Linked DNA regions of Mus musculus: all the other regions are linked to region 1. The links are chromatin contacts, called in public ChIA-PET, HiChIP or PLAC-seq and promoter capture Hi-C maps. All regions are on one chromosome and are shown on one strand. The core of a region is the stretch at or near the end of the contact, and the rest is flanking DNA. Distances in the headings are between cores, read along the strand shown. Region 1 holds the start of Dync1i2 (dynein cytoplasmic 1 intermediate chain 2). Region 2 holds the start of Sp3 (trans-acting transcription factor 3). Region 3 holds the start of Bbs5 (Bardet-Biedl syndrome 5 (human)). Region 4 holds the start of Fastkd1 (FAST kinase domains 1). Region 5 holds the start of Ccdc173 (coiled-coil domain containing 173). Region 6 holds the start of Klhl23 (kelch-like 23). Region 7 holds the start of Ssb (Sjogren syndrome antigen B).

Region 1 (4,256 bases), core at 985-3,484:
TGACTGATCTCAGTCTAGGCTTGGATATATATGACTTTGCTCTTCCTGTGGCTTCAATCCTCAGTTTTAATTTTAGCCCACAGCCATTCTGAATTATTTGTTGATTCTCTACTATGCTCTACGCTCTCATCTTTGTACTTTAACCCTATTTTCCTCCTCCTCTTCCTCCTCTCCCTCTGTCTCCCTCTCCCTCTCTCCCTCCCTCCCCCCTCCTCCTCCTCCTCCTCCTCCTCCTCCTTCTTCTTCTTCTTCTACTCCTTCTCCTTCTCCTTCTCCTTCTCCTTCTCCTTCTCCTTCTCCTTCTCCTTCTCTTTCTCCTTCTCCTTCTCCTTCTCCTTTTTCTTCTTCTTCTTCTTCTTCTTCTTCTTCTTCTTCTTCTTCTTCTTCTTCTTCTTCTTCTTCTTCTTCTTTTTCAGTACCATGGTACTTTTCTGAATCTTGTTTTCATGATTAATTTTTTCTTTCTTTTTCCCTGGCTGTCCTGGAACTCACTCTGTAGACCAGGCTGGCCTCAAACTCAGAAATCTGCCTGCCTCTGCCTCCCAAGTGCTGCGATCAAAGGTGTGTGCTACCACTGCCCAGCCATGATTGATTTCTAATCAACTTTCCAAAATCAAAGACTCGTACCTGGAAGCATCTCTTAATGAAAGTATTTTTTTTCTTACCTACCTATTTCTATGACTTAGTTACACAATCTCATCTTAACAGTTGATGGAACTGAGAACCCAGTGTTTCTCCGTTGAGAAGAGGAAAGTTTGTTTCAGCTCTGAGAGTGTGCAGCTCCATTCCTGGTACATGATGAATGGCTACTCATAACAATTTTCAAGTGACTAAACAAAAACTATTTGGAAAGAAGGAAACAAAGTCTGCATAACTAAACGCTCTTTGAAATTTTAAAGCTTCAAATTTGAGATCAATATTAAACTTAAACAATGTTCTTCCTGTCAGTTTTCTAGAAGATAAGAAAGTAATGCTTTGGTATTACCTTTAATATTTAGCAAATAACGCTTTAATACTTGGCAAATAATGCTTCAGATTATTCAAATAAATTCTTCAAGCCACATGCATCAGCCCATGCACTTCTGGTAAATTCTTATTTCAATTATTTTCTTTATATTAAAAATCTAACCAGATCCAATAGTATAAAATGCTTTCTTACCAAACACACTTTTTGGAGGAAACTATTCTGTTATAAAATACTAGAAATTATTTTTATGCTAATTATTTTTTTGTTTTGTTTTGTTTTGTTTTGTTTTTAGAGACAGGGTTTCTCTGTATAGCCCTGGTTGTCCTGGAACTCACTTTGTAGACCAGGCTGGCCTTGAACTAAGAAATCCGCCTGCCTCTGCCACTGTCTCCGGAGTGCTGGGATTAAAGGCGTGCGCCACCATGCCCTGCTTAAATTAATATATTTTTATTTAAAGATTTATTTATTTTATTTATACAAGAACACTGTAGCTATCTTCAGACACACCAGAAGAGGGCATCAGATCTCATTACAGATGGTTGTGAGTCACCAATGTGGTCGCTGGGAATTGAACTCAGGACCTCTGGAAGAGCAGCCAGTGCTCTTAACAGTTGAGCCATCTCTCCAGCCCCAATATATGTTTATTTTTGATCTTGTGTCACATGCTACAAGAATCCTCAATAATCCATGGCCCCTGCAAATCAATCTACGAGCACATGCCTATAAATAAACTTCTTAAAATGCCCTTTTCTCAGGTTCATTATGGAAAAACAGGACTTAAGATTTTGTTAATGTTGGGCCACAGACCTTAAGCAGCACATGCTGCATTGTAATCATTGTTCCACGGAAGAAAACACCTTCAATACAAACTCTGGAATGTTCTCATTAGCATTTTAAGGGCAGAAAGATGGCCTTGGTGCTGGGGACAGGAAAGCTAAGACTGACTACATATCCCAGCATTCCTTGCCTCTAGTGGGACCACAACTCCCACAGAGCTTCGCTCGCCCAGGCAGGGCGCCTGGTTGCCGGGACTTGAAGTTCTCTGGAGGTATTGAGGGCTCCGCCCCAGGATGTGAGGTGTGGTTGTCCAGCTTTTGCCAAAGCGGAAACGCTTCGGGCCCCGGGCCGGTGTATCTGTTTCAACCGGGAGATTCTGTTTTACAAAAGGTAAGTCACGGAGAGGCCGCCCCTCTGCGCTGGGCGGCAAAGACTCTGATTCTGTGTGAGACCGCGTCTCGGCGCAGCCATTTGTCCCTCGGCTCTCGCCGTAGCGGCCGCCGCCCATCCCTCTTTGTGTGCTTGGGACGCCGCGGATCTGCGGCGGCGACAGTTGGAGAGGGACGTTCCCGGGAAGTTACCGGCCAGAGAAAGCGATCTCCACTCCGCCACCTGACAGGTCGGTCGGCCGCGCTTCCTTCAAGTCCCTTTTGCCTCTGATGGCCGCTTTGGAGCTCGTAGGGCCGCCCGGCCGATATTCTGACAGCGCCGGCCCGGGTGACTCAAAGCGGCCTGGGGAGGCCACCAGGGCCCTTGGCAACCCTTCGGGACCCTCCGCAGGCGGCCTGGACCCTCGGGATTTGTCCTGCACCCGTCTGGTGGACCTCGGACACACCCCAGCCCGGACCGCACCCTCTTGGCCTTAAGCCTAGGGAGAAAGTAATTCCTTAAGCTTTGCTTGGTTTTTATTAATAAAGATCACTACTACTTGGGTCAGTAGCAATGACCAGGCACCTAGCGTGTGTGTTGGAGGTCTCTGAACACTGTGATTGTAAACATCATTCTAGACACTTTCCTTTTTCCGGAGTTTTAAGAAAATGAACCTGTCAGTCACGGAGCAGAGGCCCTGACCTGTCTGATAATGAGGGAGCTAACTGATCGCCCGTGCTTCAGCGGGACAAAATAGTTAGAGTTGAAGGAAGAAGTATTTCTTCAAACTAGATTCCAGGCAGTATTGGTATATTGTTGACAATTGGTCCTAAACAGAAAATAATATGTATTATTTATCATACATAATACAAAAAAAAATCATACAGAGTGATGTGTATGGAAACTTTCTTCAACAGCCCTTACAGTATGAAGCTTTTTAGAGACCTGAAAAGAGTGGGTGAAGAAACACGAGCTTTGCTTTGCGAGTTTGTTCAAATGACTTGGTTGGGAGTATATATAAGAGTGTATATTCTAGCTGCATATGTATCAAAAGATGGCCTAGTCGGCCATCACTGGAAAGAGAGGCCCATTGGATACGCAAACATTGTATGCCCCAGTACAGGGGAACGCCAGGGCCAAAAAGGGGGAGTGGGTGGGTAGGGGAGTGGGGGTGGGTGGGTATGGGGGACTTTTGGTATAGCATTGGAAATGTAAATGAGCTAAATACCTAATAAAAAATGGAAAAAAAAGTGTATATTAAAGGGATTTCCTGTTACTTGCTCACTAGTTTTTGCCCACTGTCCTGTCTTTCTGAAGTACGCTACCAAGAATTCTCCCTTTTTCATTTACATAGAAGAATGTTTTTCATTTTCATAGATGAATTTTTCCTCCTTACCAAATTTGCCCTTAATCCAACTTTATTGTGATCCTAAGAGATTCCTAGACTTTTCAAGAGGTTATTAACCCAGTTTCCTTAATCAAAAGCATTTAATCCTGCAGTTGTATGGAGAGAGACACTGACAAAGGTTGAACCAGTAATGTAGAGAAGGTAACAAGGTCCTGGCTCCTACCTTACATTGAGTCCCTAGGTTACCTTTCCAGTTCAGAAAGCTCCTCGTTCCTCCCTCCCTCCTGCATAACAGTCAGTATGAGGACACGCTTGTGTTCGTAATCCCATCTACTTTGCAGATGGATCGTTTAGCAGCTGTGAGCTCAGTGTTAAGGTTGCTATGCTGTGAAGGTAACAAAAACCATAAAAACACAGCCCCCAACTCATCCAGATGACTATCTACCATGGAACATTTCAGGCCCATATAGATAATCATAAGAATGCCACAAGAAGGTGTTAGGTGGAAATATACTGTTTGATTGATTGTCATGGAACATCTATAGAATTTAAAAGAATTTTTAGGAACTTCCTGTTTAGCTATTCAGTGTTTTATTAAGTTTCTGGGAACAAAACACAGACATCTCTGGTAATAGTTTTGGTTTCATAGCTGAAGACATAAGCATTCTTTAAAAGCCTGTCTTGCCCTGTATGGCCCAGGCTGCCTGGAACTCAGAATCTTTGTGCCTCCCTCCTAGAGAGCCCAGATTACAGGTGTGAACTATCATACTCGTCTAGAACTTAAAACCAACAGTG
Region 2 (4,256 bases), core at 497-2,996, 1.8 Mb after region 1:
TTGCGCGCGATGCCGCAGTGACAATCTCCGGAAAGCGCGGGCCGGCCCGGGCTCCCACCGGGGACGCGAGCGAGCAGGGAAGCGCGGCAGAGCCGGACGGCCCGCGCGTGACGGCCGCGCGGCGGCGGGAGGCCTTGGGCTGGCGGGCTGGCGGGCGGGCGCGCCGCAGGCCCGGGATGGCGGGCGGGCGGGACTTACCGCTCCGGCGGCGGCGGCGGGGACCCCGGCGGCGGCGGCAACGGCCGCCTCCTCGTCGTCGTCGCCCGGCGATGGCGGCCCTATCTTGCTGCAGGTAGCGGCCAGCAGAGCGAGCGGTGACGGCTGAGTGTCCTACCCGCGATGGGCGGGTTCAGAGAGGGAGACAGGGAGGGGGGTGGCGGTTAGGGCCGGGCCCGCTCGCACAGGAAGTACGGCTCGCTCCGCGCCTGGCCGCGCCGCCAACCCGGCCCCGCGCTCTCCTCCTCCTCCTCCTCCGGGGTCTGCGGCGCCTCTCCCCGCGCTCGGTGGCCCGCGGCGGACGGCTGCGCGCCGGGCCTCTTCCCTCCGTCCGGATCCCACCCGGGAGGGCGCGCACACTTGCACACTCACACACACACAAACACACACACAAAAAGGCGGCGGGCGGGGGCGCGCGGGCGGGGTCGGAGCGTTGGCGCCTCGGGCGGGCAGCTCCCGGGGCGGGGGAGGGGCGGGCGAGCGCGCGCGGGAGGGAGGGAGGGAAGGAGGGAGGGCGAGGGGAGGAGAAAGCGGCGCGCGGGGAGCCCGGCCGCGCTCAGCCGCTCCTCACCTGGGCCGCCGCCGCCGCCGCGCCGTTTCCGTGCTGCTGCTGTTGCTGCTGCTGCTGCTGTAGATACTCGCCGTGGCCGCCGCCGCCTCCGCCGCCGTCCACGTCCAAGGCAGCCATTTCCTCTTGTTTCACGGGCTTTTCGGGAGCTGCAGGCACAGCGCGGGGGGAGGGGGGAGGAGGAGGGTGGGGTGGGGAGGAAGGCGGGTGCGGGGAGGGAGGGGGCCCGCGAGCCGCGGCCACATTAGTGAGCGCCGGGCGGCCCGGGCCCTGCCCCTCCCCTGCCCTCCCCCCGGCCGCGGCGGCCACGGCGGCGGCGGCGCGCTCCCTCCTCCCCTCCTGCTGCCCCCGCCCGCCGCGGCTGTAACCCTCCTCCTCCTCGTTCCCTCCTCCTCCTCCCCGCGCTGCCCCTGCCCCCTCTCCTCTCCTCTCCTCTCCTCCCCTTTCCCTCCGCGGCGCTCGCTCCTCTCGCACCGTCAGTCACTCGCACACGCCCGCCCGCCGCCGCCGCCCGCGCCCGCACACAGGGGGGATGCGCTCCCGGCGGACCGGGCCGCCCGCCCGGAGCCCGGCGGGCACTCGGCGCTGGGGCTGGAAGGGCTGGACAGCTGGCTGGCGGAGATGGGAGTGCGGCTTTCTGCCTCCGCCGACACTCGGTCGCACGCTCCCGGAGGCCGGGAGCCGGCGGTGGCGGCCCCGGGCTGGCTGTGGGCGGCAGTGGCAGCGGCGGAGGCAGCGAGGGTTGCTCTCTCTCGGCTTTACGTACCGGTCATAGTGTGTTTAGGACAGCTCAGGCGGGGCTCCCCGCCGCCTTACACATGGTGAGAAGCGAAGGCGGCGGCGGCGGGAGAGGATGCGGGAAGCGGCGGCGGACACGGCCGGAGCGGTCCGGGGAATTTTTTTTTTCCTATTTTGATTGACTGTGCGGGAAACACAAAAGGTGGAGCCTCCAGCCCAAAAGGGGGGAAGAGGGCGACAGCCCGCCCGGAAGTTCCGCCCCTCTTCCCGGCTCTCATTTGCCGCTAGGCTCTCCGTCAGCTCTGTTCATTGGTCCGGACGCCTGTCCGTCGCTCGGCCTGGCGGCGGGCTTCCTGTTTGCCCCCGGGTTGAAGGGGAGAGACAATGAGCGGCCGTGGCGCCGTAGGTTCTCCAGAACGGCCCCGGCTCGCGCGTTACCCCGCTGTGCCAGCCTCGTTCCTCGGCTGCGGCTGCCAGACCCGAGGCGCAGGCCTCTTCCACTGGCTGGCCCTGTGTGCAGGCCTCGCCAGGCTGTCGGGGAGCCGAGCTGGGGAGGAAGTCCGTCCCCGGTGGCTCCGGCTCCACTCGACGTCTCCTCCATCCTGGCAGCCGACCGGACTGGATCTCCCCAGGGCCCGGGCGCTCGGAGCTGCGTCTTGCCAGCGCTGCCAGGAGGCCACCGCCGCTCGGCCCCAGGGCTGCTGCTGCTACTGAGCAAACCGGACCCGCCCCACGAGCCCTGGGGGAGGGAGCTGGTATTGGGGGAGACACCCCCTCCGAGGCTGGAGGAGGACGTTTTCACACACATTCAGCTCTTGGTCGCAAGTCGGATCCATCACCTTCTCATCCTCCCGAGCTTAGCCCGTGGTTACCAACCATCTACTTTTGTGGACCCTGGAGGCGGGCACTTAGAGCAAAAAGATATCTCCAGTCCCTTCATAAAGAAAAAAGGTTTTAGTTCTGGCCAGTGATATCAAAGCAGGCTTAGTTATGTTTTTATTCAATGAGATACAGTCACCCTTTAAAATCAGTTTGCTGCACACACAAACTACCTGCTTCTTAACCAAGAAAGTCAGTCAACATTTGTTAAAACAGTACATCTAAAAAGTATCCTTCCTCTTGGGAGCGTTTAGTTACTTTTTTTTTTTTTTTTAAATTTTGTACTTAGTGGTGTATTAACACCCCTTCCTTTGACATCCTCAATGCCTTGCAGTCAGTCATTCAGGAGAAAAAAGTGTTCTGCAAACAACAGACAGAACGTTGTCTATTACCTCTAGATACTTTTGCTTAAGAAAGGTTGAATTTAAGAGTAGGAAACACTATCCACAATACTTTTATTAGAAATCTACCTCAAGCAAGAATAAACATCCCAATTATTGTACTTGTATGTTTTGTATGAGGTTGAAGGCAAAGCATTTAAACTAGCTTTGTATACACGAACTTGAAAATTCATGGGGGGGAGGGGCAGTGCATACATCGGTTTCAGAAGCCTTTTTGGACTTGTTTTTTTGTTTTTTGGTTTTTTCTCGTTGGTTGTGGTTTTTGTTTTCAAGACAGTTTCATGTGTAGCCTTGGTTGTCCTGAAACTGGATTTGTAGACCAGGTTCACCTGGAACTCACAGAAACCCACCTGCCTCTGCCTCCTGAGTACTGGGATTAAAAGTGGGGGCCATCTCCGCCAACTACTTCGTGGTAATTTTTAATACAGTGACACATGTTCTCTTTCTCTTGTGTCATGCAAGCAAGAACAGTCTTTCAGGGCCAAAAACCAGATAACTCAAACTAGCTGTTTTGAGGCAAAGCTCTTAAAAATGCACATCAGTGCTGGGCGGTGTTGACACACGCCTTTAATCCCAGCACTTGGGAGGCAGAGGCAGGCGGATTTCTGAGTTCAAAGCCAACCTGGTCTACAGAGTGAGTTCCAGGACAGACAGGGCTACACAGAGAAACCCTGTCTCGAAAAAACAAAAACCAAAAAAAAAAAAAAAAAAAAAAAAAGAATGAACATCAGCAAGAGTATGACTCAGCATAAGGTGAGATTCAGTAGACTTCTCCAACCACAGTTGAGTCACTGTGACACCCTATGTTAAGATGACCAAAAGCAAAATGGTCTCTTGCAAGAATACTTATTTCTTAACTAGTGCAAATACACTAAAGTATATGCAAAGCATAAAGCCGGTATTTAGATAAATACATGTAGTAACATACAGTATAATTTACGGTGGATTAATATGTTTTTGTACAGTCATTAAATGAGAATCAAGTATTATCATGAACAAATCTCGAAACAACAGTAAGATCTGTTTTCCCCTGTCCCCACGACTTGGCCCAGTTTCTTGTTTTCTCTCAAGATTTTCACAAGCTATTCCTGGCCAAGAAACAAAACCAGATCACCCTATTCCCCAGTAGACTAGGACAAAGTTGGTAATAACATCAGCTACAACTCCAAGAGAAGGAAATCAAGCTTAGTCTGTAAGGTACCTCACTGACTAGCTAGAAACGTTATATGGTGTCATGGTCAGCGATTAGTCTACCATATCAAACTAAAATGGAGGTACTATGGGGGGGGGGGGGGGTTTGGGCTCTGAATTTTTTCTTCATCTAATGAGTAGGTTCAGAATATGTAGACCTGTGCTAATTATTAAAGGATATTTTAAAACATACTAAGTTGTGACTATATACGGATATACATAATAACTGTTAGTGTTAGTTTTACTTGTCAATTTAACACAAT
Region 3 (4,256 bases), core at 1,183-3,682, 1.6 Mb before region 1:
TTATAACAATTTGCACTAAGGCATTACTCAGGAATCTGATGTGTGTTTATTGTTTCCACATAGAAGTTATAATGTGGCTAAGACACACATCAAAGACTTTTTTTTGTTTTGTTTTGTTTTTTGTTTTTCAAGACAGGGTTTCTCTGTATAGCCCTAGCTGGCCTAGAACTCACTTTGTAGCCGAGGCTGGCCTCGAACTCAGAAATCCGCCTGCCTCTGCCTCCCGAGTGCTGGGATTAAAAGCATGCGCCACCACACCCAGCCATCAAAGACTTCTAACAGTCTATGTTCCAGAGAGTCACGGGACAACACATCACCTGTACACAACAATAAAATATCTCGCACCTCAGACTTGCTGAAGGCATGGATCAGGTGTGTAGCACGATGGTAGAATGCTTGCCTAGCACGTACCCTGGCTCAACGCCAGCAAGAAAAATGTTTGGTTTTGTCATACTGTATATATACAGTATGACATACTGTATACTGTAGCTGTCTTCAGACACACCAGAAGAGGGCATTAGATCCCATTACGGATGGTTGTGAGCCACCATGTGGTTGCTGGGATTTGAACTCAGGACCTTCAGAAGAGCAGTCAGTGCTCTTAACCACTGAGCCATCTCTCCAGCACTCATATAAAGGCACAAAGAGAAACAAGGAAACATGTGGAGATAATGGGGTTTTATTATCTCGATTGTGGTGGTAACACACACAAGTATTCAAGTTCCAATTCACCAAACTGTATACATTCTTTTCAAAATACCATTCGTACTTCAATAAAACTAGAAGAAATATATTTCAATCAATATTGACTCACATTATTAAACAGAGTAAAAAAAAATTGCTTTGAGATACGAGTCTTACTCGAAAGACTGCCCTGCCTAGCCTAGAACTTACTAGTAGGCCAGGCAAGCTTTGAACTCACAAAGATCTGTCTGCCTCTTTCTCCCAAGTGCTGTATTAAAGATGTGTGCCATTGGGGGCTGGTGAGATGGCTCAGTGGGTAAGAGCACCCGACTGCTCTTCCGAAGGTCCAGAGTTCAAATCCCAGCAACCACATGGTGGCTCACAACCATCCGTAACAAGATCTGACTCCCTCTTCTGGTGTGTCTGAAGACAGCTACAGTGTACTTACATATAATAATAAATAAATAAGTCTTTAAAAAAAAAAAAAAAAAAAAAAGATGTGTGCCATTACTTCCAGCAGCATACCAAATCCCATGTCACCTTTTTTTAAAGGTGAGCATGGTGGTTCACACTGCAATCCTAGTACTCAGGAGGCTGAGCAGGAAGATGAACGTTAACAGGATTTGAATAATATAATAAATCCTAAAACCAAAACACCATAGTGCATTAAACAAGTAGCTGGGTAGAGAGGCTCTAATCCCAGCATTCTGGAGCTGAGGTGGGAGGGTTGATGGGAGTTCAAAGCCGCTACATCGTAAGTTTCAGGCCAGTTTGGCCCACAAGTGAAACCCTGTCTTGGAGAATACAAACAGCAAATGAAGTGTTCTGTGTGCTTACATACTCAGTTATACATAATGTGAACCCGTGACCCAGCTAGAGTTTAAAAGGCAAGTGTTTTCACGTCACTCTGCTTATGGAACCATGAGAGGCTCCTGAGTATGCCCAGGAGACCCCAGATCACTCTTTGTGAAGCAGTAATTTATTTAACGTGTTACTTGTTTATTGATAATTTTCATATAGTAAAAGAAAGCCATTTGATTCGTTTAAAAATATATAAAGTATGTTTATAATCCCAGTATTAGGGAAACTGAAGCTGTTACATTTCGAGGCCAGTCTGGGCCACAAAGGGAGACCATGTCAAAAAAAAAAAAAAGAAAGAAAAAGAAAGAAAGAAAGGAAGGAAGGAAGGAAGGAAGGAAGGAAGGAAGGAAGAAAGGAAGAAAGGAAGAAAGGAAAGGGGGAGGGGGAAGGGGAGAAGGGGGAGAGGGAGGAGAGACAGAGACATAGTTTATCTTGTACTCTGTGCTGCACATTGATCAATGCGGTGAACTTTAAGAATCAGGTGTCTACGTTTTGTTTGCTCACAATAGAGGGACCCCAGAGCTGATTTGTGAAATAGGACGCAAGGGCTGGCACTATACGAATCTAGGGAAGCAATGGTTCTGACCAGATGTAGTAGGACCTCTAACAGGTTCTGAGCCTCGGGCTGGAATGTAGCCAGAGATCCAGGCCACCAGGGTATGGGAGGTGGGCAGGGTCAGAGCCCCATCAAACCAGTAATGTAATTTGATGAAGTTAAGATTTCTAAATGGTGTAGGAAAACAGCAGGAAAGCTGAAATGGCTAAAGTTCTGCGCAGAGAACAGAGAGGTGACTCAGAAGTGAAGCAGCTTCCCAGCCACCCGCCTCAACAAGACCAAATGACGCAAACGGGCTGGGAAAAGAGCGCACACTACCTGGTGGAAGCTTGGGCCCCGGCGCCCGCCGTAGATGTCGTGACAAAGCCGGCGCGTTGCCTTGGCGCCCATAAGACGCCGCCGAGCAGCCACTGTGGATTTCATCGGCGAGCTCCCTCGGTCACCATGTCTGTGCTGGACGTGTTGTGGGAGGACCGCGACGTGCGCTTCGACGTGTCCTCGCAGTGAGTCTCAGGATGCGCTGAGACCCCGTGACTATGGTCCCCTGCGGTCTTCGGCCCTGCCCTGGCCAGCGGCCTATCTCAGTGTGCGCCCATCAAGGCTGTGACCCTCCGCGTCCTGCGGTGGAGGGGACATAGGGCAGGGATTCCGGAAAGCAGGGTTCTAGAACAAAATCCGGAATAGCATTGCACACTACGGGCCTCTGCACGGTTGGCGTGTCTGTAAAATGAGGGCGGTGGGAGTGAGAATTCTCCAAAACTCCCGACCACGCAAAGCTTGTGTCGGAGCTAAGATTTCATTTAGTCCTTATCTAAATCTTTGAGAGCTTGTTATAAAGAAGCCCTGTTTGTGGGGGAATATGCTTAAAAGAGGAGATGGTTAAAAACCCTTCCTGCCCAGAAATCAGGGAGGGGGTCGCTGAGATCGTGATGGAAAACATAGAAGCTGAAGTTCTTGGATCAATAACTACACGGCGCCTCAGCTGCTTCCTAATGGTGCTTTATCATGAGCACTGTCTCCTAAAATAGAAAAAATGAGATATTGGTACATTTCTCAGTCTTTGTAGTAACTGGATGCCTAACATAGTATTCGTTCCTTTTGGAAGTTGAGGGAGGAGGTATTTGTGAAATTACAAAGTACAGTAACTCATTACACACCTTCTATGGCTTTCCCTGTAGTTCAGGGAGTGCCGTGGGTCTTAATCCAGACGAACCCTGTTTTCATGAACATTTTCAGTTTACAGACATCTGTCTCAAAAATCAAGACAGGAAAATAAGAGGGGTTGATTATCACACACCCTTCCTCATTCTAGTGCAGGAGAGTAGTCGTCACACAGCTAACTCAAAGGATCAAACGAGCCTGTGGAGATAGAGTGCTTTCTGTGCGCATCATTCACAGTGGAGGTCAGAAGTTAATTTGCAAAGCCGGGCGTGGTGGTGCACGCCTTTAATCCCAGCACTCGGGAGGCAGAGGCAGGTGGATTTCTGAGTTCGAGGCCAGCCTGGTCTACAGAGTGAGTTCCAGGATCAGCCAGGACTGTACAGAGAAACCCTGTCTCGAAAAACCAAAAAAAAAAAAAAAAAGAAGAAGAAGAAGAAGAAGAAGTTAACTTGCAGAAGTCGATTCTCTCCTCTGACTGTGTGGGTCCCAGGGATGACAGACACTCAGGTCATCAAACTTGGTGGTAGCCACCTTTACTCGCTGACCCACTCACTACCCTCCTGAGGATACACCTCATACAACCCTTTTAAAAACCATCCTCTCCGTAACCGCCCGACGACCTTCCTCTACTTAGAAACCTCTGGGGGTTGTCCACCACTGTCCACAGATAAGGCCTATACTTATCATCCTGCAGTCTCAGGTTCTTTGACTCTTCTCCATAGTTACACTTCTCTCCCTAGTCAGTGCCCTTTCTTCAGAGCCATGTCCCTTCTGTTCCTCTTTTTCAGTCATGCATCCTTTGCTCTTTTCCATTTAGTTATCCAAGACTCCGCTTCTGGTCCTAGCTGACTCTCAAGTGGCCCTGGTCTGTTCAGGCACCACTGACTCGTAGGGTCTAGAAGTGCATGAGCAGTCCGGGCTGTATACTTTACAGTACTGGCTGTCCTGTGTCTCTGTCTCTCCTCTCTAAGGAGATGGACAGCAGATGAAGTTA
Region 4 (4,256 bases), core at 1,000-3,499, 1.5 Mb before region 1:
AAGCCTGCTGAGTGAGAGGGGAACTCCTGAAATACCTGCCTTTCTTTACTAAGTAAACACTACTCTTGACACAATTTAAAACCCTCCTCAAACAGGCCAGGAGTGGCGTTTGAACCCAGCACTGGGAGGCAGATGCTGGCAGATCTCTGATTTTGAGGCCAGCCTGGTATCAAGGGCTGGAAATGGCTCAGTGGTAAGAGGGTGTGGTCTACAGAACGAGTTCCCGGAAGACCTGACTCAGAGTAAACAAAACAAACAAGCGCCTTGGCCGCCTCTTAGGCCTTCTAGAATCATCAAAGAGAAATTTTGTAGCGTGTGTTACAAATAGGTCAGTGCTTCAGTAACTGGGAAACTTCTTCATAGTAGAGATGAGTCTCCGCCAATCTTGAGGAACGCTTCAGTCTATGAGAAAGACACTACCAAGCCCAGAATTCCCTGCACGCGTATTACCACAGCTGGTTTATTGTGGTGCTAGGGATGGAATCCTGGGTCTCATGTATGCAAGCGCACATACCAACAACAAAGCTACATCCCCAGGCCCAGTACATTTTTCTTTCTTGTGAAATGGTGTGAGACCCCGACTTAGAGCGTTTCTCCCTGGAAGGTAAAGCCCCTGGACGTTCCCCAAGCTTGTTTTCCCCGCTCTTTAAAAATACAGCTAGAAAGCAGCTCTTTGTTCTCTATAGCCAGCAAAAAGCCTTTTTGTTTCTATACTGTACAACCAGAGATGCCTGCCTTCCTGTGCCAAGGACATGGAGATAAAAATTCAGAAAACTCACTCCCCACTCCTGCCTTGTAAATTTCACCAAGGACACCTGGAAGAGAAGAACTCTTCCCAACTCCTCCCAACTCCTCAGCTAGCTGTTAAAAGCCCCCTACTGTCACCGCTCGGGGTCAAACTCCCCTGCTCTGCATGGCAGAGGGACTTCGTCCTCAGCTAGCTGATAATAAAACCTCTTGCAGTTTGCATCAGGTGTGGTTTTCTCCAGAGATGTTGGGGTGTTGGCCAGCTCATCCCGGGACTTGAGCGGAGGCCCAGCATCGGGGGTCTTTCAATGTCATTCTTTACCTATATTCCATCTTGATAATCTCCCACAGAATAGCCCCGATCTTCTATGACAAGCCCAGCATACTTGCCTTTCCAGTCTTTTCCATGCTTCTGTAACCAGTGCTTCGATTAGTGGGTGATGGGATTCAACTGCAAACCTCAATAAAAACAAGGAAAAAAACCTCTTAACCATCAAAGTCAAGAGACTGCAAATAGACCAACAAAGCGAGAACTCCAGCTTGTTATCAAGCATTAATCTCAAGAGTAACTACTTACCTAATCTAATCTCATTGCCTTTAGCCAACCAACATACCGCCAACATTCCATAATCAACCAGTCTCATGTAACGAAGGCTAGCCATGTCTACATTCCTAATTTTCAAAAACTGTATCACCAATTAGTATCAAAGAATCTTTCAAAAGAATCCTTAGAAGACCAGGCGTGGTGGCGCACGCCTTTAATCCCAGCACTCGGGAGGCAGAGGCAGGCGGATTTCTGAGTTCGAGGCCAGCCTGGTCTACAGGGTGAGTTCCAGGACAGCCAGGGCTATACAGAGAAAGCCTGTCTCGAAAAAAAAAAAAAAAAAAAAAAAAAAAAAAACTTAAAATATAACATTATCAGAAAAACTATCTCCTGGAAGAAGGGCTTTTCCATTTTTAAAAGATTCTTAGAAAATTAAAATATAAACTATAGTTCTTTCATAAAATTGAGAGGCAACTTACTGCTTTATGCTGTATAACACATCCACCAGGGTAGCATCACTCATTGCTGGGATGTGATTTGTTGTAATGCTGCAAAGAGTAAGAAACTGAGGATGGTTTCTAACATGGTCAACGTTTTTTTCCAAGACGGTCTTCTGCTTCTGAAACTGCCAAAGTACATTAAACGCACAGCCCACTTGCTGTTCGGAGAGCGTTGCCGTATTCGTCTCAATAAGGTCAAACACTTGTTCTTCGTTTGTACACTTCTGCATCTGAGTAATTAATGACTCACAACTGAAGGGGCGGAGCGGAAATGCTCTCCAAGAGAGTAAAGAGATGCTTCGTAGCCGGAACATATTTATAACGGACGGGGCTCCAAAATAGAGGTTTCTTTTCCTTAGCACAATTTTTTCTTTGGTTAAAAAAAAAAAGCATCTACACTAGAAGTCAGGTATAATGTGACAATATAAAATCTGGCTTTCATTCACGTGCTTTATTTGCATCCTGTCGGCTCTAAATCCATTCCAAAAGAATCTGTAAAACAACTGGTTAACCTTGGTTACTCTTATCTCATTATTATCAAATTGATCTCCCAAATTCAAATGTCAAGTAAGGAGGATTTTTCTTTTTCTTTGGACTATAGACTTTGTTCTTGGTCTGAACCAGCTGAATTTGATCCAAAATTAAACATGGGGGGGGGGGGGCGGAAAGGGGATCTCTTCCTGCACCTAATTTTAAAATGTTTCTTCTCAATTCTGACCACAAAGCAGCATTAGGAAACAAAATCAAGAAAGGTTTGTTTGTTTTGTTTGTTTTTAAGAGTATTGGCTTCCTTGTTTGTGGAGATAGTGTCTCATCCTGTAGCCCAAACTATGGCGATTACAAAAAGGTGACCTTGGGGAAACCATTTAACTAAAGGAGACGCCTTGGGAGTGTGACACAGTTGGAAGTGCAGAGAGCTGGTTTTGAGTGTCGCACAGCCCCATGGTCCACAGATGACAGGTATTCCGAGCACCTGGCAGGCAGGAAAATTAACCTCCACCTGCCCAGATGGCAACGGTGCTCTGCGCCACGGAGAACCCAAACAGGTACGGAGACCGCAGCCGCTAAGCTAAACCCGCGCGTCCCGGGCGGAACCCTGCGGGGTACGGAAGGCAGAGCCACTGACCAACCGGCGAATCCTTCCCACGCCCCGCAAGGCCCTACGGGGTTGCTCTGGACGCCTCAGAAAGCAGGGATCATCCAAAGCCTGGCAGTAGCAGCTGGAAGCTGGCGTCTCTCGCTCACCAGTAGCGTCCAAGTGTATTTAGCCTTTCCTGGGGAAACTTCTCCCGGATACAGACCGTGTCCCAGAGCAGAAGAAAAGCGGTCCCAGGGCGGCGTGCACCAAGGAAGGTCGCACTACAGCTCCCAGAAGGCACAGCGAGAGGCATAGGCAGGCCATACGCACGCAGGGAGTTCTGGGCTTTGTAGTTTCGTTCTCATAGAGTCCAGCGTTCTTCGTGATTGGCGGAGACTCAGGTCCCTCAAGTGTATCTCTATTTTGAAGATGTTTCCCAGTTGCAGAAGCACTGACCTCTTTGTAACGCACACTACAAAATATTCTTTTTGATGATTCTAGAAGGCCTATGAGGCGGCAAAGGCTCTGAGAAAGTGAGTTCTATCCCAGGGCCCCACGAGAAGGAAGAAGGTAGCCAATTCCTTCTTGTTTTTCTCTGACACCCCTACACACACACACACACACAAAACACACACACGCATATACAGATGCACATGCATAACTTTAAATTTTTATTAAAGATTTTTTTATGTGAAAAGTGTATGTTTTACCTCTCTAAATACTTATAATTAACAATTATTTTATTATATGTACCTGGTGATTAAGCTCATTTAATGTTGCTGATTGGACAAAATGCATTCTTTGTCCAGTAACTGTGCATATTTTTTGAAAGAATAAAACCGAATTTCATACCATGAAACTTTGTGTAAATCTATGGGGTGGGAGCTTTTGCTGAGGCTTTAGAGATGTCTCAGCAATTAAGAGTACTGGCTGTTCTTCCAAATAATTCGATTTCAGCATTCACATGGCCTCTTACAACCACTTGTCAGTCTGCTTCCGGGGGACCTGATGTCCTCTCCTGGCCTGTACAGGCAGCAGACAAGTCTTAAGTGTGATGAGGGAGCTGTTGGCATGCGTGCTGGTTGTCCTTGTGATTCATAGGTGTCATAGTCATAGTGTAGGACCTGGGTGCTTCCTTCCTTTGCCTTTGGAAGCTGGCATGGGGCCTTCTGGTGCCATGAAAGCTGGGTTTTCAGTTCAACTCCAGCTCAGGGGCCTCTGAAGTGCTAGGGATCCTCGGTAATAGGGACTTACCTTCCGCCTTTCAGGGCAACCAAGTAAAATAACAATAATGTTTGGAACAGCCTGCAATGTTCTGGGTCTCTTGAACAACCCTTCCTGTCTTAGTTGTTGTCCTACCTCTGTGAAGAGACACCATGACCAAGGC
Region 5 (4,256 bases), core at 811-3,310, 1.4 Mb before region 1:
GAAGAGTTCACCTGACTTTTTTTTCCAGAAATTTCTGGAGTATAGTAGTATCTGAAAATTGCCTCAAATGTGTAACTTAAGATTGGCTGAGGGAGATAATACGAGACTTTATGAAATCAGAGTGAAGTGATCAAATCTTTGGTGATTTCCTTCATTTGTAAACTTGGGCAAGACATTGAACTTTGTGGGATCTTGGTGGAAAAACTCCTGATCAAGAGAGTGAGGTCTACGGCCTGGGTGGAGATCAAACATGCTGGTGGGGTTGGGATTCAATCACGTTTTCTCAGGGTCCATCCTAGAACTCCTCGAGTCATGCTAATGAGATAGGCAGAATTAGCTCTTTTATAAGACCCATTTCATTAAATTTGATAAGTATATGCCTCCAAAGCCATCATTACAGTTCAGATAACGGCCACAGGACACCAACAGTCCCCACACCCATTTACTGCTTGCCATCCCTCCTTAGGCTCTACTAGGCCACCACTCATCTACTACTTTTATTATAGATTTTACTCAAAAGAATTACTTTGAGATTCATTCATGTTGTCATATACGTGATTTTATTGCTTTATGCTCTTTCCCAGAATCCCTGCCCCAATGCAGAACCTTATGGGGCACAGCCATGTAACATGTTAACATGTTAACATGTAACATGTTAAGTCTCTTCACTCTTCTGAACTGATCAGAGGAGTGTATTCTCCTTTTCTTCTCTCTCCTTAGCATGCTTTCCTTAACACTGTGAGCTTTCCCCAGCGTTTCAGACTGCACGCTTCCTCTAAAGCAGCAGTTTCTCAGTCTGTGCATCTCAGCACCTTTGGGGGTCGAATGAGGGTCGCCTAAGACCACTGGGAAACACAGATATTTAATAATAATAATTTAAGCATAATTCATACAATTATAATCATGAAGTAGCACAGAAAATAATTTTATGGTGCGGGTCGCCACAACATAAGGAACTGTATGTAATAAAGGGTCACAGCACTAGGGAGATTGAGAACCACTGTTCGAAAGCATCTCTCCTCAATACACAGCAGTTTTTCCAAGTGGAGCAATTCAGAAAGAGGCTGAGAGAAGCCAGTTTGAATCAGTCAGCTTGCAGAGGAGTTTGGGCCAGAACACCTGTGTTGAACCATCGAGGCCAGAGTTCAGAAAGAACTAGAAAGGGTGAGCTTATTCAGCAGTAAGCCTCCAAGACAACAGTTACATCTGGTGAATAAAAATTACTTTTACAATGTCCTTGTGTATGAATCAAATTTCCTAATGTTCCCACTGACCAGATTGTGTCTATCCTAGGGTGCAGGGTGGGGGTAGGGTGCTATTGCTACAGAACTCAAGCAAAACGTGAAGATAGTTCAAATTTCCAAGAATCTATTAGTTACCATGACAACAATTAAACTTGTGGAAAGACTTTGTTTTTAGAAGTCCTACTTGCTCACATCTTTGAAAAAAAATCAAATCTTAGGTCACTTTAATTGGTCACTTTAATTACCTCATTATCATTTTTTTTTTTTTTTTTACATTATCAAAGCATTTGACTAGGGGAGAATTTTAACTTTAGCGTGGAAAGAACTGAGGTTTTTCCGTGAGCTTTAGAAAAGATTACTCAGCAGGTCTGCAACATTATAAAGATTTTGATAGGTCAATAACATTTCCAAACGGCATTCCAAAATTTATTCAACGAATTACAAAGCTTAAGTGCCCCGAGTGTCTGACGAGTTACAGCTGGGGTAAGGCTCTAACTGCTGCCTTTTCTACCCCTATTCTACTCCTAGTCTATTCTTTCTACTGCTACGCTCCCCTAGTCCTCTTTCCTTTTTCCACTCATTCACCTGAAGGCCAACCTGCCTAACTTCCAAGGATGCTTGCTGGGACTGCTTTCGACTTGGTTAAAGCCCATTTCAAAAGGCAACCGAAGCCCTCACTTTGTCACCCTATGCTGGGGTTCTAGAAACAACAACCCCAGCTCCGGCACGGGCCAAGGCAGCTCACCTTGGCTTTCCTTCGCCTGCCCGGAGCGCCGTCCAAAGCGCACCTGCATCTTTAACAAAGCTGATCCCGCGAGTCCAGAGCAGGTGATACTACTTCCAAGCTGAAGTCAGCTACTGAGCGATAACTAAACCATTTGGTTGTTTAGCAACCACGCCGGAAGTGACGTCAGTCTCCAATCCAGGAACCAGGAAGGAGCCCTGTCCGCGGCTGAACCGAGGCCCGAAGCCCGGGTGTGCGCGTGCGCAGTGCAGAGCAGTGGGCGAGCCGGCGCTAGCAGTTCACCGGCTGCGTAAGGCACGAGAACCAACCGGCCGACGCTGGTGCTGATGCTGGCGGCCCGCTGCGACCCAGGCCTGGGTCAGTGAGGAGCCCTCGGTCCCGCTCGGCCGCTGCCGCTTTTCTCACTCGCTGCGCTAGTTTGGAACCGGCCGGTGTGCGAGTCGAGGCCCAGGCTGGGTGCGAGCTTCTACTCTGCGCCCCGCTGGCTGAGGTGAAGGACAGCCCTTTGACCACCGAGCCACAAGGATTAAAGGACAGAAAAGGTGTTTTTAAATGATTTGATTTATGAGGCATAGTCAGGACTATATGAGACCCTGTCAGTTGTTACGTAGGACTATTAAAACTTGAATGTTGTCCCCAGAACATTCGCGTTGATACCTTTAACATACATTAAACTGCTTGGTAAATAACTTGTAATTAGTGTACTTCGGGAACCAGTCAGTCTCTAATGACACAAAAAGTGGACTGGCACTTGATCTCAGCAGAGGCTCTCCTGACATATCGCTGTACAGCTGATTTCATTACTAAATTAAAGGAAGTGCGACTTTCAATAATGAACGTTCTAATGCATAGTTGTGCTATCTCTCCTCAGGTTTTCTATCAGAGATGTTCCACTGTAATAATGCTGGTAAGTATGGAAGGATTAATAAAAATTTCTGGAGACGGAACTTTTGTGTACTTGTGCTAAGCGAGTTGAAAGCTCCGCAGGGCTGGAAAGGTCAGGGATTGAACTGTCTTTGTAGGCCAACAGCCGCTTGCATAGTTTGTGAGGGAGCACGACGCCTAGCGAGAGATCGGTGAATTACACAGTGCTAGCTGCATCCCCAGCAAATTGTACCTTTCTCTTCCTAAGGCCCTCTTCCCACAAGATAACGCAGAGTGAGCAGGAAGTTCCTTCACGGGACAGAAACTCTGAGCTGAGGGACCTCACCACAAGGGACAACACAGGTGCCCTTTAACCTGTTCACTCTAGAGTTATCCTTGAAGCAACTGGGGCAGAGTATATAACTTAGAAGGCAGAAGCTGTGTAGACCACGTCTCTCAGTGAAAATTATCAGGAGTTTTACCAAATTAGTTACAAGTATTGAACCTCATAAAATATCTCAGTAACGTTCTCATATGGTCTTATATTTCAAATAGGGTCTCATATTTGACTTGAAACTCCCGATTGCAAGTGCCTTTTCCATACAAGTTGGTCTAGAACTAGTTTTTTTTTTTTGGGGGGGGGGTTGGGTTTTTTTTTTGTTGTTGTTGTTTTTTTTTTTTTTTTTTTTTTGTCTCGAAGCTCTTTTGCACCCTAATTGGAAACAGAATTTAAATGACTATTGAGATATTTTAAAAACAAAATCAGAAACAAACAAACAAAAACCCACAAATGACAATTAAACCACTCATTAAGATCTGGCCACTGTCCATAAACCATTTTATGCGTGCTATACTTAGTTATGTGTATGTTTGTATATGTGTTTGTGTGAGAGTAAGTGCACATGATTGAAGGTGCCCAAAGAGACTAGGGCTGTCAGACCCCCCTGGAGCTTCAGTTACAAGTAGTGATAAGCCACCAAAACTTGGATCTTCTACAAAAACAGTCAATGTTCTTAACTGCTCAGCTGCCTCTCCAGCCCCTTATTTATTTACTTCTTTGGGGTGTATGTGTGTGTGTACTCGAATGTAACAGCCATGGCATCTAGAGACATTAAGTCCCCTGGAGCTAAAATTGTCCCACCTGACTTGGGTTCTGAGAAGAGCAACATGGGCTCTTACCCAGTGAGCCATCTCTCCAGCCCTGAGAATACTGTTTTGATTTTGTTAATAAAATGTGTTACTGTGTGTGTATTGAGTGAGTGTGATGGTGTACTAGTCAGACGGCAAGCATTTGGAGTCCTCTTCCCCTGTGGGGGTGTCTTGAGGATCTCACACTGAACTTGTCAGACTCGTTCAGCAAGGGGTTCCCCATCCTCTCTGCTCACTGGCCCTCTTCACACTGC
Region 6 (4,256 bases), core at 1,264-3,763, 1.4 Mb before region 1:
TGTATGCAACAGTCTTATAAAATTATACCTATGACTTTAATCAGTAACAACCTTTTCAATCCCAGTATGTAAATGAAGTATATAAAAATGTCTTTCTTTACCTACCACCTACTCATGCTGATTAGGATACCACAATTAGCATATCTAGCATCTAATGGCAAGGCTATACTTAGTAATGTATTAATGAGATAAAAATAATTATGTTTAGGAACCAGGATTCCTTCGAAAGGTGACACTGTCTACTCTACGCCAAGCTCAGAATCATCGAGTCTCATCTCTGGTTGGTCCTTTATTCTATTAAGGCTTGGAATCCTGGCTGGTCTGTTTTCTGTCATTATTTGTTTTATGTGTTCATCTCGTGAGTCTGGAAAGTGTCAGATCCACTCACTTTTGCAGTGATCTCTTTGGGTTTTGTTTGGTGTGGCTTTTTTTTCCCTGCTGGAAAATGAACCTGAGGTCTCTTTGATAAGGCACTGGGTGAAAAACAACTACCCTTGCAGTGTGCCCCAGGGTCTGTGCTTGCCTTGGCAAGGGGAGGCTGACTAACACATGGTGTGCTTGTGCATAGAGGCCAGAGGCCAGCCTCTGTTGCTGCTCCTTAGGAACTGCCTATCCTGGTTTTGAACCAGTGTCTCTCCCTGGGGCTATAGCTGATGGACTGGGTCAGACTGGCTTGTCAGTAAGCCCTGGGGATCCATTTTTTTTTCTGCATTCTGAGTGTGGGATTACAAGCACATGTCACCCTGCTTTTTATGTGCATTGTGGGAGCTCAACTCATGTCCTCATGTTTGTGAGGTAAGCACCTTAGCCATTGGTCTTTATCCCTAGCCTCAGGAAACATGTTTTTAAGCAGAACTAGGAATCACTATAAGCAAATATTTTGTTTTGCGACAGGGCCTTACCATTTTCAGTGGGGCAGTCTCAAACTCGGGATCTTCCTGCCTCAGCCTACTCTGCTAAGATTAGAGGATTGTGACAGCACCAACAGCTTGGAAGCAAAAGTTCTAATTGGTTCCTATAATAATCTGAAAAAAGTCTGCACAAATGACAATACAGTGAACCTCTCTATCAAGAGTCATTGATCATATACTGTTATACGTATGTTTCTACCCCATATACATATATATTATGCATATATTGATCATATTTTTGAGATTCTATAAGTTAGTATAGAGCCTACAATATATATTTTCTTACGACTTCTTTCTGTATGTTGGAGAGGTGGTTCAGAGGCTCAGAGCACTTGTTGCAATTGCAAAGGACCAGGATTTGGGCCCCAGAATTTACATAGCAGCTTACAGTCATTGTGACTCTGGTTCTAGGGGATCCAATGGTATCGCTCTTCTGGTCTCTGCAGGCTCTTCACACATTACAGACACACATGTTGCAAGCGCGATTTCGATCACACACACATGCACACAATACATTTTAAAAATTATTTCTGTGTGTGTGTGCTTGTGTGTGTGTGTGTGTGTGTGTGTGTGCGCACGCGTGTGTGTCTAGTAGTTTGCTCTAGGCTGTATGTTAAGTGGCAAGTGGCAGAGTAAACTTTAGCCCCCCAATCGAAGACTCTTTTGCTTTCTTGCTGTGGTATTAAATTGTTGACCAGACTCTAAGATATAAACCATATCATGTTTTTGTTTGTTTTGTTTTTGTTGGTTGTTTGTTTGTTTTAGGTTGTTTTCTAAGAATCACTTGGTGCTCTTGGACAGAATGAAGATTTCTGAAATCTGGGGTGAGGGTTGTGAAGTTCTACACAACACTCCCCCGGGATCAACACTAAGATGTGGAATTAAATTAAACCCACTCAAAGAAGAACAAGCATGTTACTTGTTCAGAGCTTGCTTGGCAAGAAGGCCAATCACCATCACTCGTCCTTCCCAGAGGCTCAAAGCAGGGACATGAGAAGCGTGGATAAAAATAGAAGAAAAAGAAGAGGAAAAAGCAAGGGGGAGGGGAGAGTAGTAGCCTCCACCTCTGCTACCCCAGATATCTGATTGGAGGCTATTGGCTGGGAAAGCCGGGGGTGGGCTACAAACAGAGTGATCGTTTTTTGGCATATTTATACTTCCCTGGTTGGTCCTGAAGAGGAAGTGGGGGTAGAAACCCAAGTTGGCTTCCTGGTTGTTCTGGTGCAATTTCAACACAGGTTGTGGCTTGGCTTTCGGCGCTTAGGAGTTTCAGCGTTCTCCCATCATGTAAGGTATGGCCATTACGTATCTGTCTACTTACTCTTTTCTTTTCAACACTACTTTAAGAACAACCTTAGCTCTCCGGTCCTGGTTTGCCGCGACCTCCTTCCAGTAAGCTCCCTGACAGCCATGGACCATCTTTCAAACCTAATTACCTTTTCCCGGACTTTATGAGGTGCTCGGAAGTTATTCAAAATCTTGCGGCTAAAAACATTTGATACTAGCTTTTGTTGCAATAAGAAAGTGGACTTTCTGGTGTGGCACAATGGACATCACCAGAAGGCTGGAGCTTGCCCCTTTTAGCTGCTTGTGTTCTACAACAGTAACTCGAGAATCTTAGGTGCCTGGATTCAGCCTTGACCTAGGCTACCCCCACTTTCCCTGGAAGCTTCCAGGTTAACTCCTAGTGTGCTTAAGCAGCCCCAAAGCTCCTTCCTGCGCGCTCTGCTGGAGGCAGCATGGAGTTTATGGGAAAGCAGCTACTTGTGGCATTTGAAGGCAGCCCTAATAGAAGACCGTAGTTTCGCCTTCTTCTCTCGGCACTTTCTCTCTCCCCGCACGCCAAGGGCCAGGGCCGGCAAGAGGACAGAGAAGGTAAGGGTACACACTCCCCTCCGGCGTTGGCTGGGGACTCCGGCTTTCTCCTAGCAGGCAGTGCGATGGGCGTGCGCGCGCGAGAGGAGCGGGGCTGACCGTGGACGCGGCCCACCTGCTGCGGGAGCCCACGCTGCGGCGCCCGGGCTGCGGGGGGCTGCGGGCGGAGGCGGGAAGCCGCGGGCCACCGAAGCCGGAGCGGCTCGTGGGCTGGAGCTGCGCTAGCAGGCGGCCTCCGCCGCGCCCCGCCGCGCGCTACCAAAGATGGTCAGAGGGTCGGGAGGCGCCCCCGCCCCCGCCCCCGCCGGCCGCTAGTCCGGAGTCTGCGTTCCGCGCCGCCAGCGAGGTAGGTCGGAGCCCGGCGGCCCGGGGCCGGCCAGAGAGGCGAACGGGCAGCGCGGGAGACGAGGCCCCGCCACCCCCAGCCCACGCGCGCCGGGGCGCAGACAATGGCCGTGCGGTGCGGGCCCAGTGGCGAGGGCGGGCGCGTGGGTGCCGCGGGGCCGTCCACACCTGCGCACCCGGCCGGGCAGAGGCCGCGGGCATCGGCCAACGGCGGCGCGCGACGCCCGGGAGCCGAACCCCCGCGCCGGGCCCCGGGGCGGGGCGCTCTCCCGGCGGGAACGCCGGCCGGGCCCAGGCGCTAGCGCGGGCTGCAGAAGCTAGCTCGGGCCCGGCCGCTCTTGTGCTGTCAGCAAGCTGCAGAGCGCAGGGATCCCTTTTCTGAGATTCTCTCCATCTTGGTGGCATCTCAGTGTGAATTGAAATCGAGGGGGGAGGGGGAGAACCAACAACGGCGAATTGGGGCCGGGCTGCGGCGGGGTGACCCCCTCGGACACTTGGCCTGGGGACTCTCAGGAACTGCCAGACTGGGACAGTGCAGATACTGGGTGGCTGGGGGTAGTAAGCTAGGATCTCTCAACAAATGGATAACTGGAAAAAAAAAATCCTCATTTAGTTAATCTGATTTTAAATAGACCATCGTATAAATAGTTCAGCGCATTTTGCATATGGTGTTTGGGCATCTGATTTTAGTCTAGTTTTGGAATATGCCTGATGCCATCCATGTCTGGTGATCGGAATTTTTAACATTAATTATTAGAGTTAATACACAAAGCTGAAAACGTGTTTGTATTTTTTGCAGCATGGCTCTAAAAGGACAAGAAGATTACATTTTTCATTTCAAGGATTCGTCGCATCCAGTGGATTTTCTGGATGCATTCAGAACGTTTTACATGGATGGACTATTTACTGATATTACCCTTCAGTGTCCTTCAGGCATAATCTTCCATTGTCACCGAGCTGTTTTAGCTGCCTGCAGCAATTATTTTAAGGCAATGTTCACAGCTGACATGAAAGAAAAATTTAAAAGTAAAATAAAACTGTCGGGCATCCACCATGATATTTTGGAAGGCCTTGTAAATTATGCATATACTTCTCAAATTGAAATTACTAAGAGAAATGTACAGA
Region 7 (4,256 bases), core at 560-3,059, 1.4 Mb before region 1:
ACCTTTTATTATATTCTCATGAGAATGGTAGAAGGAAATAAGATTTTTTATATTATTTAATATAATTTATACAACATTACATTAATATTTGCAGTATTTGGAGAAAATGGTTATGTGAAACACCTTTTGCTTCTGAGCACCGTGCTTGTGAATTTCACAAACACCAGTAAATGAAAATCAGTTTGTTTTTATCACTATATATTATTTAACTTTTTAATTATTTGGTGGTACACATATAGTCGATTCTAATTTTTCTTTTAATCACATAACTTACTATTATGAACATTTAAGTTATCTAAGTGCTTATTTATTTATTTTATGTGTGTGTCCTGGGAGTATGTATGTGCACTGTAAGCGTGCAGGACCCAACAAAGATGAGAAGAGAGTGTTAGAGTCCCTGGAAATGGATTTATAGTAGGTTGGGAGCATTTACACACATGGTATTTTTCCACTGTCTATCCATGCAGGCAAAACACCCGTACATAAACTTAAATCTTTAAAAAAGGAAAATTTAGCATTTATGTCTCACAGTAAGTAGAAACTTGAAAATTTTTTTATTGAATGTAATTAATCTAAAGTTAAAACTACCTGAGGATAATACTAGTAAATTCTTTTTTCTTTGGCCAAAATGGCATGTATAGTTAACCTATAAATGCATTTCTTCTTCTTCTTCTTCTTCTTCTTCTTCTTCTTCTTCTTCTTCTTCTTCAAATTTTAGAGTTTATCTGTTTGGGAACTTCCAAAATGCTCTGAGATTATGAAGTTATTTTGTGAAAGTAATTTTTATATTCCAGGAACACTGAAGGAAAAAGATGATGTCATAAGGAAATTGCACCTCTAAAACGTTAAAATTGTTATGTAAAAAGTGGCAGTCCTGACTTAAGTGTGAAGTCTCTCAAACTATTCTAAATGTACTTCTTTCCTAGCAAGAGACTTTTTTGTTTTGGTTTGGTTTTTGGTTTTTAGAGACAGGGTTTCTCTGTGCAGTCTTGGCTGTCCTGGAACTCACTTTGTAGACCAGGCTGGCCTCGAACTCAGAAATCCGCCTGCCTCTGCCTCCCAAGTGCTGGGAGCAAGAGACTTTTAAAAAGATTTGTTTGTAATCCCAGCACTAGGGTGGCTGGAGGCAGAAGCATAGTTTGGGATCAGCTTGGGTTACTCATTGAGTCAGACTCCAACATCAAAACAAGCAAAGATAGACAGCAGCAGCAAGAGGGGGAGCAGTAAGAGCCTGGTGATGTAGGTGAAGTCCCAGCACTTTGTACTGAAGCAGGAGTTCGAATCATTGGCCAGTTTGTGCTTCAGAGAGCTAGCCTGTCGGAAACCAAGCAACTGTATGGTTTTTTAATTTTTTTCCAAAACCACAACACCATGCAAGTCAAATACATTGCAAAAGGCCAAGCGTGCTGGCGCACCCCTTTAATAATGCCAGCACTCCCGGAAGAGGTAGGCGAGTGTCTCAGCAGAGGCAGGAGGAGTTTGAGGGTCAGCCTGGTCTACAGAGCAGCGCGAGTTCCTGGATAGCCAGGACTACGCACGGAAACGCTGTCTCAAAAAAAAAAAAAGGAAAAAAGAGACAAAGGGGGAAAAAAAGAAAAACCAAGCGCTACAGAAGAAAGAAGGGAAGGCTCGAACATACTGCCCAGAAACACATTAAAAACAAAGATCTCCACAAAAACACTTCCTGTCAGCCCCTAACATTCTGCTGAGCAATTTAACAATTTCTCGGGCGGGAGGGCGGGACTCCTCCTCCGAGGATTGTGGGAGGCTGCGGTAACGGCGCGTGCGTGGAAAGCAGAGCCGGGCCACTGCGTCCGCGGCCACGCCCACCTGTCCGCAAGGGCTGCCGGGAAAGCCCCCATCTTTAAGCGCGTTTGGCTGGCCCGCCGGCGCTCGGAAGTCCAGGCGCTTCTGTCGTTGTTCTTGAAGCTGTGGTGACCGTGGGATCCGAATCTTTGAGGTGAGCTTCTTGGAAACTGAGGAGAAGGTACGAAGGGCTGTGCTATGCGCAGGCCTCACCTTCCTCTCCGCGCCGCCGCGTGGGCCGCGCGGCCCGTGGCCGTGTGCTGGACCGCGGCCCGAGGGGGCGCGGGCCTCGGCGAGGCCACGGAGCGGGCCCCGGCCAGAGATGCGGGCGCCTGGGGCTTTCCACGTGGCAGGGATCCCGGCGGGCCGGTGTGGGAGGATGCGGCTCTCGCGGGGCCTTTAGGCAGAGGCTCGCCGCATCCTCACGGCGTCCTTTCGGTTTGTTCCTTGCACCCCTTTCCTGACTGGCCAGAGGCGGATGTTTCGGACCATTTAAGTCTTTAGGGTGGTCGGTGCGGGTTAAACGCGACAGGGTTCTGTGGGGACTGACTGGAGGCCGAAGAAGTGGGGGCCGCTATTGGGTTCCCAGCGTCGCTATCTTTTTTTTTTTTTTTTTTTCCTTCAAAGAACTGCCATTGCCATTCTGTCTTCAGTGTGAAACAGTCCCTAAATTGGGTAGGCCGCAGAAGTCTTGCAGGGGCTAACTAGGTCGTTATTGACCTGTGTCTCTGTAGTAATGAGAAGTGAGATTGTTGGTAGTGGGAGACAAACCAGCGCCTGTAACAGTAAATTCTGAAGTGGGACGTGTACTTCGTAGATTTCCCATTACAGGACCAGTGTATCGCCAGCAGTCTCCAGCATTTTGAGCAATGTCTCAAGAAATATACCAACAGTAACTCATAACTATATTCAGCTGCTGCAGATAAACTCTTCAAGAGCTGGTATACTTCCGTACAATATGGTAGGGTGGTTTAGTAAGGCGCTGAAAGCCAGTAAGACAGAAGATCCGGTTTGTGATTTCTAGCAAACCAGTATCACAGTCCCTCTTTATTCTAGGATTGTTGTCAGACCGTGAAACAGGAAAGTGGCTATAGAGTTAACCAGTGTAGTAGTGTTTTAGGCACATCCTTACCTTCCAGCGTCCCTAGTTTAAAATTTTTTGTATCTGTGCTCACAAGGTCCCATTTTTCTTGTATTCTCCTATATAGTGTCTAACACCGTAACTTTCATATCTGAACTCTATTTTCATTTTTACCAGTAATAAGTTTTGGTAAGTCAGCTGTGACTAATTTGAAAAGAAACGCAAATAATTGGCATTGAGGGCTATAGGAATATACTGCTGGCAGACTATAATACTGATATTTTTAAAGCTAGAAATGATTCAGGGGTAGTTAAGTGGACATTTTCTGCTTTTTTGTTTTTATCGCTGAACTTTGCTTTACCAACTACATGAAGAGTTTGGTTACAAAGTAGGATTTACTGGGAGGAGGGGTTGTTGATCTGAGTTTTCCATCCATAATCCAAGGTGTTGCTTTGTTGAGATGTATGAGAATTCATAGGGAAACCTGTAAGGTTAGGAATTCTTGAAATTAAAAAAAAAGTGGCATACTTTTTACTCATTCTCTTGTATTGACTATTATATAAAAATAATAACCTTCCTACCAGTGTGAGAAACTTTACAGATAGCCACAATGGCTGAAAATGGAGATAATGAAAAAATGACTGCTTTGGAGGCCAAAATCTGTCATCAAATTGAGGTATGATTCTTGTGTTGTTAAATTGTAACTTAAGATGAAAACAGAACATCTAATAGCGATATGTGGGCTTTTCAAACAACTGGCTTAGCTTTGATTCTTGGAGTTAATATGAATGTATTCATATTAGGGCAAAGTTAGAAGTCTCAAGAATTACAGACATTCCAAAGGTAACACTGTAGACTGGTGTTTATTTTTGAGACACAGAGTTCCCAAGTCTGTAAAATGGAGGTAATATTTGTAAGTTGATGTGAAAATTAATGGTGTGCCTAATATCTAACAAGCTAGCATAAATTCCATGGTAAAGTACTTCTGGTCAAATAATAGTTTATTCTATCTAGTTAGTTCTCTTCTAAAAAGTTAACATAACTTTTTAACAAATTATGCATTTCAAAAGTCCTGTTAGACTGTTCTCCACTTCTCTCTCTGCGTGCACTTAGCCCCTTCTCTCTTTCTCTCTTTCCTGCCCCACTTCCCCATGGAGACTTCCCTGGCCTTCATCCTTGGGGCCAGTGATCTTGCCCATCTAAGATCAGCTTCCCAATAAACCTGCATTTAATATAATCTTAAAAAAAAAAGAAAGAAAGAAAAATAACAAAAGTCCTGTTAGCATTTCAAATTTAGGTTTAGATGGAATGTTGTCAGTAACAGTATGGCTGTGGGGAAATTGCCCATAAATTGCTTTTATGCCATGAA

The links. Promoter capture Hi-C pulls out the DNA fragments that hold promoters and counts their contacts. ChIA-PET counts read pairs in DNA pulled down with a chosen protein or histone mark. HiChIP or PLAC-seq counts read pairs in DNA pulled down with a chosen protein or histone mark.
Region 2: an H3K27ac HiChIP or PLAC-seq map of microglia shows a contact between it and region 1, with 10 times the contacts expected there. The contact joins the promoter of Sp3 here to the promoter of Dync1i2 in region 1. A contact is called at or near these places in 1 of 39 promoter capture datasets (liver) and 1 of 115 datasets of contacts at active chromatin or transcription factors (microglia).
Region 3: a contact with region 1 is called in a promoter capture Hi-C map of liver, with 6 times the contacts expected there. The contact joins the promoter of Bbs5 here to the promoter of Dync1i2 in region 1. A contact is called at or near these places in 2 of 39 promoter capture datasets (both in liver) and 1 of 484 Hi-C or Micro-C datasets (liver).
Region 4: a contact with region 1 is called in a Ronin ChIA-PET map of embryonic stem cells, with 22 read pairs. The contact joins the promoter of Fastkd1 here to the promoter of Dync1i2 in region 1. A contact is called at or near these places in 3 of 39 promoter capture datasets (hippocampal neurons, liver and pre-B cells), 1 of 484 Hi-C or Micro-C datasets (liver), 1 of 115 datasets of contacts at active chromatin or transcription factors (embryonic stem cells) and 2 of 9 other capture datasets (adipose tissue and liver).
Region 5: a promoter capture Hi-C map of liver shows a contact between it and region 1, with 6 times the contacts expected there. The contact joins the promoter of Ccdc173 here to the promoter of Dync1i2 in region 1. A contact is called at or near these places in 2 of 39 promoter capture datasets (liver and pre-B cells).
Region 6: a contact with region 1 is called in a promoter capture Hi-C map of liver, with 5 times the contacts expected there. The contact joins the promoter of Klhl23 here to the promoter of Dync1i2 in region 1.
Region 7: a promoter capture Hi-C map of liver shows a contact between it and region 1, with 5 times the contacts expected there. The contact joins the promoter of Ssb here to the promoter of Dync1i2 in region 1. A contact is called at or near these places in 1 of 39 promoter capture datasets (liver), 1 of 115 datasets of contacts at active chromatin or transcription factors (cardiomyocytes) and 1 of 9 other capture datasets (adipose tissue).

The regions. Positions count from the first base shown.
Region 1 is chr2:71,209,712-71,213,967 of GRCm38.p6, forward strand. It overlaps Dync1i2 (dynein cytoplasmic 1 intermediate chain 2), which reads left to right and starts at 2,235. Exons shown (of 16, transcript NM_010064.4): 1 at 2,235-2,363.
Region 2 is chr2:72,978,700-72,982,955 of GRCm38.p6, forward strand. It overlaps Sp3 (trans-acting transcription factor 3), which reads right to left and starts at 1,747. Exons shown (of 7, transcript NM_001018042.3): 1 at 1,551-1,747; 2 at 788-933; 3 at 199-330. The coding sequence starts at 1,557. It overlaps Sp3os (trans-acting transcription factor 3, opposite strand), which reads left to right and starts at 733. Exons shown (of 3, transcript NR_045269.2): 1 at 733-896.
Region 3 is chr2:69,644,739-69,648,994 of GRCm38.p6, forward strand. It overlaps Bbs5 (Bardet-Biedl syndrome 5 (human)), which reads left to right and starts at 2,433. Exons shown (of 12, transcript NM_028284.3): 1 at 2,433-2,604. The coding sequence starts at 2,546.
Region 4 is chr2:69,710,357-69,714,612 of GRCm38.p6, forward strand. It overlaps Fastkd1 (FAST kinase domains 1), which reads right to left and starts at 2,250. Exons shown (of 14, transcript NM_177244.3): 1 at 1,771-2,250; 2 at 1,138-1,206. The coding sequence starts at 2,105.
Region 5 is chr2:69,787,426-69,791,681 of GRCm38.p6, forward strand. Ccdc173 (coiled-coil domain containing 173) reads right to left here and starts at 2,061. Exons shown (of 9, transcript NM_001077684.1): 1 at 1,990-2,061. The coding sequence starts at 2,038. It overlaps Phospho2 (phosphatase, orphan 2), which reads left to right and starts at 2,312. Exons shown (of 4, transcript NM_028521.2): 1 at 2,312-2,531; 2 at 2,861-2,896.
Region 6 is chr2:69,819,857-69,824,112 of GRCm38.p6, forward strand. It overlaps Klhl23 (kelch-like 23), which reads left to right and starts at 2,514. Exons shown (of 4, transcript NM_177784.4): 1 at 2,514-2,786; 2 at 3,931-4,256. The coding sequence starts at 3,932.
Region 7 is chr2:69,859,753-69,864,008 of GRCm38.p6, forward strand. Ssb (Sjogren syndrome antigen B) reads left to right here and starts at 1,810. Exons shown (of 12, transcript NM_001110145.1): 1 at 1,810-1,960; 2 at 3,472-3,563. The coding sequence starts at 3,498.